Linked DNA regions of Anas platyrhynchos: region 1 is linked to region 2. The links are chromatin contacts, called in public Hi-C maps. All regions are on one chromosome and are shown on one strand. The core of a region is the stretch at or near the end of the contact, and the rest is flanking DNA. Distances in the headings are between cores, read along the strand shown.

Region 1 (4,045 bases), core at 714-3,213, 160 kb before region 2:
ACACTTCCCAAATTGGTTCACAATGGACACTCGAGCCACAATACTGTCTTCACCATTTGGTCCCACTCCCACCATCTCGCAGTCCATGGCTACTGTTCTTGTCAGACTGAAATGAAAAAAGGACAGCTTGGTGACACACCTGTTACAAGGACAGTACAGTGAAATTCACAAAGTGCACACATTTGGGAGAACTCAGCAGTGTGACTGTCAGCAGACCCAGGGGGATGTCAGCTTACATATTGCATCCACAAATCAGAGTTATCAGAAGAATCTTGATGCTTCTGCTGTCATGCTTCCCACTGGAATGCCACTCACCCATCAGAAGACTTTTCTTTAACCAGCACCCGCTCCACAGACTGTTCGGATCGGCCTGTTGGAAGTCCCAGTTTTCTTCTAGCAACTTCTGCTGCTTCAGGTCCTATTGCTGCTTCAATATCTTGTGGATCAACGTCATCAAACCAGATGTCAGCCCTGGTAAGTACAAATTTAATTATATTAAATAGTTTTTAAGTGGTTTTGCATCTTTATACTGTAGGAAAAGCATTTTTTTTTTTAAATTAAAAAATCAGCTCTAAAAAGTAGTCTAGCACTGTCATCTATACAAATCTGTTGCCTTATCTGAGGAGGGGCACTGTTCATCTTATTTCTCCCAAAATGTAGTCTGGAAGAGTGCAGCTATTTCGAATCTAATACTCTGTACTCCTTACATACACCTACTAAAATAAACATTCAAATACATGCATCATGCCTGAAGTACTCACTCTTTGGGCTGCTGCTCCACATCTTCAGCTTTCCTCTTCTTATGTTTTACATCACCCTTCTCCTTTTCAATATTGCCATTCTTCCTTTTTTCCTTGCAGCCTTTCCCATTGGTGCCATTTAAATTCTTGTCCGTTGCAACCTTCTTGGATTTTGGCTTAGCCAAAGGAGCATTGTCTTTAGCAGAACTGTTGTCCTTTTTATTTATGGATTTGGGCTTTAAATTCTTGTCCGCTGCAACCGCCTTGGATTTTTTCTTATCCAAAGGAGGACTGTCTTTAGCAGGACCATTTTCCTTTTTGTTTGCAGATTTGGGCTTTACCACGTTCTCACTCCCATTGCTAGCTGGAGCTTGTTGGCTGTTCCCCTCTTTGAGGGGATGCTTCTTTTTGGTGTGCGTTTGACATGCAGAGGGGGGCTCATCCGACTTATTTGCCTTTTGTTTCAGTAGCTAAAATGACCAAAAGGGAAAAAAAAAAAAAAAAAAGAGAGAGAGAAAATAAGATTATATCCCTTCAGTTCTATCCTGCTGTCATTTGTCAGAGTACTCCACACAGCGCCTCAGGGTGAAGCCAGGGGTCTCTACCTGGCTGAAGGGGCATTACTGCAACGGCACCTCCCCTGCGGGTTATTTTAACACAAATGCGTATTTTTTCATTACTATACGCGCTAGGGAACTGCGCTAGCAAGGAAAACGACAGCATCCCCGGCCCGGCAGCTCGCCCTCACCTCCTGCAGCGCCTTCCAGTTGGCGGAGAACTCCTGAGGGCTGCGGGGCGGGCCCGCCGCCATCTTAGGGCCCTGAGGCGCGGCCGGCTTCGGGGGGCGCCGCCGGAATTTCTTCTTCTTCTTGCCCTTCCCGGCGCTCGGCCCCGCCGCCCCGGGCTCCGCGGGGCCCCGTTTTGCCATGAGGGGACGGGGAACGGGAATCGAAGGGAGTGGCGGCCGCCGTTTCCTCAGCGCCTCGCAGCAGCGGCCCGGCGGGGAACGTGGCCCCGCGCTGCGGTTCCGGGCGTCGGGGCCGGGTCTGCGCTGGCGGCCCCTGGCGGCTGCGGGAGTGCTCGGCGCTGAGCCGCCCGTGGGGCGAGCCCTGAGGAGAGGGAAGGCTGGGGAAGGGGGTTGAATAAAGCTGGGGCTTCGATAAAGCTGGGATTTCAATAATGCTGAGGTTTCAATAAAGCTGGGGATTTCACGAGGGTGTTGTCTGCGTGCTTGGGGGGCAGGACCTGCGGGCCGGTGGCTCCCTGAGGGACTGTCCCTCTTTGCAGAAAATCAACTCTCCTGTTTAAACTGTATATTCTTTGCTTCTGTTCCACGATTGTATGCACCCTGTGTGGCCACCATCAGGGCCTGGCTCATGGTTTCGAGGTGCTGGGTCTTGCCATGCTTCACAGTATGTCTGAGGCTCCAGCAGAGTCGAGGTGCAGGGAGCAGCAAGGCACAGGTTGAACAAATTGGAGCCCAGTTCCCTGCAAATTGTACCTTGTTTATTTGGCTGCTAAAACTGCCCCAAACTCCTCTTATGGCTGCGCTCTCTGGCTGTGATAAAGCTGCAAACGTTGCGCAAAAAGCTCTGCCCCTACAGCTGTTCCTGTAAAGCTTCCCGCAGCAGTTCGATTCCCCCTCAACTGTCCCTCTCTGCAGAAAATCAACTCTCCTGTTTGTTTAAACTGTGTATTCTTCGCTTCCGTTCCACGTGATGCCTTGGGCTAAGCATTTTAATCACCCCTGGGCCAGAGTTTACCCTGCCGCACTGGTTGCAATTCTTCCAGCATGATCATCATCAGCTTGATGATCCGAGCTCTCATGATGTTCCCTCCGGGATTTTGTTGGCCATCCATTCTCCAAGAGGTAAGTTTGACCTCCAGAAAATGCAGTTTCCAGGAAGCCTTTTTTATTTCTAGGAAAAAAAAAAAAAAAAGAGGAGAGAAAATGCAATGTGTTCTAAGCCAAAATGTATCAAACCTCACTAATCAAGAAGATAAAGTTATTTCCTCTGGGTGGCCATTGTACAGCATATGCTTAGTGCAAACTAAAACCATTAGAACTTGGCATTGATACTTGTTGAATTGTTTGCTGATGTTTCTTCTAGGTTAGGTTCAGTTAAATAATAGTCTTGCATCCATTTGTTTTTCTTTAAAAAAATAAATAATAAAGTAAAACCATTCTTCTTCTTGCAGAAATTTCTCAGAGCATTGGATCCGGAAGATATTTTCTCTTACTTTGGAACCAGCTCAGTGTCTGATGGTATGCAGAGCTCCTTCCTTCTTGATGTTGGAACACATTTGTCAGTTTATTTCTAATCCCGTACATTTGATAATGCTAAGAACACTTATTAACTAACTCTGTTCTGACAAGCATTTAGCATTTCTGAGTTGCATTACTCAGTGAGGTAATCCATGTCTCAATGTGTTGAAGAACTGGGTCAGTCTTTAAAATCTCCTAAAGGAGATATGATAAATCTTTTTATGCGTTTCTGCTACAGTCCTCATTCTCTGTATTGGTATTTTTCTACAAGATTAACGCATCCAAGTCATCTGAATGGGAAGCTATAAACTAAGAATAGCTTTAAATGCACTTGTTTATTTTTTAAAAATAAACAGATGGAGAGACTAGCACTCTAGGTCTGGATTGGTGGCAGTTCAGAATAAAGACACATTCTGAACTCCCAAATTCTTGAAGCAAGGATGCTGTTGACCTGTGAGTTCATCTAGTGCACTTTCCAGTGTCTCTGTTTGGGTTATGATTATTCTCACTCAGTAATGCTTAACATCTGAGGAAGTAAAACTGTCTCAGCCTTTGTCAAATGAACCATTCTCCTTAACAAGGCAGCAGAAGCACAGATAAGTCAGGAGCTAGTTTCAGAGCTGTTGTCTGTTCCCAGTCAGAGTACACCGCTTTGGAATAGCTGAAAGCACAGAAGTTCTTTGACTACTGGCAAAATGACCTCAAAAGGCACAGTTATCAGCTGGAGAATAATTTTTTACAAAGATACAAATTATTATATTTGTTTTCTGTGTATCATAATTTCTTATAACTGTTCCCCTTGTTCTGGTTTTGTTTCATTTCTTTCAGTACCCGAGTTTGTGGTTGCTCAGCCGACTTGCCCTTGTAAAGAAGAGCACATTGAGCTGACATGTCAAATTCAACATTGCTCCATTAAGGCCTGGGGAGAAATCTATGCCTTTGAATTTCTAGAGGACCATGCCCTCGTTTCTTCTTCCTTTGTGATCAATCAAGTGGTGAACTCTTCCTTTAGCTTACTGAAGCAATTCTCAGGCAACTG
Region 2 (4,507 bases), core at 1,288-3,787:
TCCACACCGTACACCTTCCCTAGCTGCCAGCCAGACAAGAAAATTGGGAAAAGAAGCAGGGAATGAGAGCCTTGGCTCATCCCATGCTTCTGAGGGAGTTGGAGAACCCACCGGGACATGTTTAGCTCCCCAAACGCTGCGTGGCCCAGGTGCATCGCTGCCCCAAGGCAAGCCCTCCAGCCAGGGCAGTGGGAAGGTCTGCACAGCTTTTTAGGGCCATACGACCCCATATTCCTATTCGAGCTGCCTGTGCAACCCCGAAAATAATGCTACCTCTATCTGAAAGGGCAAAAATTGCCAGCTGGATTCCATCCTGCCTGCTTGGCCAGCATTTTGCCTGATTTTATCAGCCTTATGGAAACCAGGAGGCCACCACGTCCTGGGGGTGACGCCGGGGGGGCCGTTCCCTACCGACATGAGCCTCTTGTACTCGTCGAGGCGCTGCTTGTTGGAGGCGATGAAGAGCCCCCCGTTCTGCACCCAGCCCGTGTGCAGCCCCGTCTCCGCCGGCAGCTCCCGGCTGACCACGTCCCGCGTGTGCGCCAGCAGCTCCACCTCCACGTCGCTGGGACGAAGCTGCCACAGCAAACCTGGGTGGGGGACAGCCCGGCCGTGGGGCAGGCGGCTCTGCATCCCCTCCCGACCCCCCCCCATCACCCCAAAACCCCAGGGAGAGGAGTTCTGGGGGCCTCCTGGCACCACCATCCCACTTGGTGGGTGTCACTTGCTCCATCTCGTGGCTACCTCGGAGCTCTACAAATTATTGGTTTTGATTTTTTTTTTGATTTTTAAATGAATGGGAGAACAGGGTTTCTGGTGGGGACTACCCCAAAAAGACACAAAACCCCAAAATGCGCATTGAATTAAACTCGCCTAGTTCCCTTCTCCCTGCCAAAGAAATTGGATTAAAAATAATAATTTAAGAGTGGAAATAAGTAAGAGGGGAAATAAACTGTTTAGTTATTCTCTGATCCTATTAAAATTATATATAGAGAAAAAATGGGGTGTGTTTTCCTAATGGAAAGTTGTGCCAAATGGAAAAGCAGAACCCTGAAATTCTCCACGATTAAAGCCAACCCCCCCCGGCACACCCAGAACCCACCCGTGCCATGGGTGGGCTCCATCCACCTGTCCCCAGCAGTGGGGTCCTGTGTAACCCCCCTCCTTGCCCCGGTCCCAATCCCAATTGCTCACCAGCCGTGTGCCAGGTGGTGCCCGACGTCAGGCGGTCCCTCTCCAGCAGGACCACGCTGGTGACCCCCAGCTTGGCCAGGTGGTAGGTGGTCTGGCAGCCCAGGCTGCCCCCCCCGACCACCACCACCTCTGCCGAGGGCGGTAGGGGCCGGCTGGGTCCCGTAATTTTGGTGCCTTCCTCCTTCAGGGTCTTCTGGTAGGGGACGTTCTTCTCCGCCGGGGGACCCGCGGTGCTGCTGAAGGGCCGGGGGCTTCTCCAGGGGGCTGGCAGGCGGCGGGGGGCAGCCGCCCGCAAGGCGCAGCTGATGTAGGACATGTCGACCTGCGGAGACCCCAAAAGCCTCGCCAGGGTGGGCAGGGGGGGCCCTGCCAGAGGGTCACCGGTGGTGGCACCTGTGGTGGCATCGTGGTGCCGTGCAATGGGTTGAGCGGCACCATGGGGGGGACCTGGGGCACGGCTTTGAGCCAGGCTCCGTGGACCCCCACCTGCAGGAATCGCACCCCAAAGGGAGCCGGGGAGGCTTCCAGGCACCCTGCGGGGGGGCCCGGCTTAAAAAAAAAAAAAAAAAAAAAAAAAAGGAGCTTGGAAACGCACAGGTCACTGCAGCTCCTGCGCGGGTTCCCAGCCCACAGAAACCACCCCCTTTATGTTTGTGTATTCAGGAGGCACCACAAAGGAGCAGGGGTTGCTCTGTAGCAGAAGAGGGCAGTGCAATGGCTGCTGGCGGGGACGGGGACAGAAAAAGTCCTCCAGCCCCGTGCCTGGGATCTGGGGACGTGGCTCGGGGTTTGCGCTGGCTTTGGAGCAGCCGCGGCCCCACAACCAGCAGGCTGTAACGGGGTGGCACCGCTCTTCCTACACCAGCTGCAGCTGGAGGCTTTTACAGACCTCGCTCCTGCAGGATCCCGCTCGCTGCCACCCCACAGCCCTACAAATCTGGGAAATCCCACCCGGGATATCCCGCAGGAGTTCCTTGCGGGGAGGAAACCCACGCTGGGTTCCCCACCGCTCGCCAGCTCCACTCACCGGTGACGCTTGCTCCGAGTGGTGTTCCCTGCCGCGATGGCCGTGGGGCTCCTGCCTTCCTCCGATGCTCTCCTCCTCCTCCTCCTCTTCCGTGCCACTGCCGTGAAAACATTAACCAGAGCCGGGGGCGAGCGGGGCCAGCTGAGCGCTTCCCCTGCCCCAACCGAGATCTTACCCGCTGTTGTTCCTCCGCCGAAGAAGAAAAACTCAGGGGGAGCCGAGGAATTCGAAACGGAAGGAAATTCTCACTTTTCTCCCCAGATCAGCGCTCGGCGGAGAGCAGAGAGCCTGGCTGGGGCCAGGAGGGGCTCGCAGCCTGCAGGGCTCGCTCGGTGCCAGAAAGCAAACACAGCGAGCGCGGCGAACATCTGACCCTCCTGCCGGAGTTCCCAGCAGTCACATTGAATGAGCAGAATTAAAATGCGTTTAAGCCAGACCCGAGAGCCCAAAGCGAAGGTGGGAACACCAAAAAAATTCATCTAGAGGGGGGAGGAAAATAAAACTTTTCATTGAGCTCTCACAGCCCCAAGGCTCTCACAGCCCCTGCACCTCCTGCCCAGGACTCACCCCAAAATTAGGGCCTGTTTGGGCAGGAGGCGCAGGCAGTGCAGGCTCCTCAAAGGCGGCTCTGAAGGGCCGGATTCTGCTTGGGGGGAGAAATTTGGGGTGGGTGGAGCCGTGGCTGGGTCAGGGGCTGGTGAAGTTTGGGGCTGAGAAGTATTGTGAGCTCTGAGGTTACTGCCTGGGGGCTGGGGTTTGGGGTGCTTGTGGTGGTTTGGGGGACTCGTGGTGGTTTGGGGGACTCATGGCAGTTTGGGGGGCTCGTGGCATTCGGTGGCATCACTGTCCCAGGAGCCACCCCCATGTGTGTGCTGAATGCACGCTGTATGGGGGCTGCATCCAAATCATCCCGGTTCAGGAAGGGGTTGAATAGCAGCCAAGGGAGGAGGGGGTAGCTGATCCAGAATCAGCCCAAAACAGCCTTGCCTTTTTTTTTTTTTTTTTTTTTTTAAAGGCAAAACCAGTTTCTGGTTAAAGAGAGCCCAGCAAAGTAACCAAAGAGATGCGAACAAGTCAAAACTCCTGCCCGTGGTGGGGTGTTGCTGTCTGATGGGACCAAGCTGTCTCGCCGGCATGTCCTAACTACAAACACGGCCTTTGGGTTAGAAAAGACCCAGAACAAAGCAAGACGAAGCATGCGTGGAGCAGAGCAGCCTGAGAAGCTCAGGATGGGGCAGAACGAGGCCCCAGAGCCTCCGAGCAGCGAGGCCCTGATGGAGCTGCAGAGCCAGAACGAGGGAGGTTAATTTTTTTTGGTGGTCGTTACAACATAGAGAGGATGTAAAACATCCAGTCCTTTCCTTGTCATGCTTAGATTAATTAGGAAATAAAGGGGCAGAGCTGTTTGCATGCGCCAGCTGGAGCTTTCCAGGTCACAGAAAGCATCACAAAGCTGATGCACATATGGATGCCCGAGCATGCTGCAAGGCTGCAGTGGATCAGAGCGCGCACGAAGCCACCAGGACGTGCCATCACCATCACCAAAGCCTGCACTGGCATGCACAGAACCCTCTTCACACCTTGCAGTCCAAGTTTGGTGTCAGGAGAGCACCACAGCTGCAGGACACTGAGCAGAAAGCGCCCTCGACCCCGTGCAGTCCATAGCTTGCCGAGCTCTGACCTTGCCACCCCCTGCCTCAGTTTCCCCACCCCGAGCTGTTCGGATCCTTTGCTGTGGGGTCCCAGACAGCCACTGTGCTGGTGCCCAGGGCTGACCAAGGTGCCGGTGGCAGTGAGCAGCGGGGCGGTGGAGGGAGGTGGCCGCACGCTGGCCGGCCACAGGCCACCGGGGCCATGGGGCGTGCTGGGGGCCGCGGCACGGAGCAGGAGCGGCTGTTTGCAGAGGGCAGCCAGCAAATGCAACCACCCCTCGGCGCCGTGTTTGCTCAGAGCCCCGGTGAGCCCAGCTCATGGGGCAAGATTATGTCAGCAGCTGCTATTGCTGCAGAAAAAAATTGATAAAATAATATAAAACTTGTGTCTGGCGCAACCTCCTCCTCCCTGCAGGGTGCAAGCAGACAAGGGCCCGTGCAGGGCTGGAGCCAGCTGCCAGCCGTGGCTGGGGGCTGGAGATTTATCGTCCTGTTAATGCCCTTGGGAAGGCTGCTCCTGGTCTGGTTACAGCGCCTGGCTGGGCTGGGCACAGGGAATAAACGCTCCATTTATCCCCTCCGTGCACACCCCGGGGGGGTTAGATGGAGCCGAGCGGAGCCGGCTGTCGCGGCA

What was found. A called contact is a pair of places that touch in the nucleus more often than the background predicts.
Region 1: a Hi-C map of F1 follicle shows a contact between it and region 2, with 3 times the contacts expected there. The contact joins the promoter of ADAMTS13 here to the promoter of SARDH in region 2. A contact is called at or near these places in 4 of 8 Hi-C or Micro-C datasets (F1 follicle, skeletal muscle and subcutaneous adipose tissue).

Annotation. Positions count from the first base shown.
Region 1 is chr18:9,188,575-9,192,619 of IASCAAS_PekinDuck_T2T, reverse strand. It overlaps ADAMTS13 (ADAM metallopeptidase with thrombospondin type 1 motif 13), which reads left to right and starts at 1,963. Exons shown (of 29, transcript XM_005013267.6): 1 at 1,963-2,610; 2 at 2,940-3,006; 3 at 3,835-4,045. The coding sequence starts at 2,533. REXO4 (REX4 homolog, 3'-5' exonuclease) reads right to left here and starts at 1,812. Exons shown (of 8, transcript XM_072025399.1): 1 at 1,489-1,812; 2 at 762-1,210; 3 at 316-471; 4 at 1-106. The coding sequence starts at 1,668.
Region 2 is chr18:9,026,983-9,031,489 of IASCAAS_PekinDuck_T2T, reverse strand. SARDH (sarcosine dehydrogenase) reads right to left here and starts at 2,537. Exons shown (of 22, transcript XM_027471050.3): 1 at 2,397-2,537; 2 at 2,222-2,318; 3 at 1,195-1,516; 4 at 412-590; 5 at 1-23. The coding sequence starts at 1,510.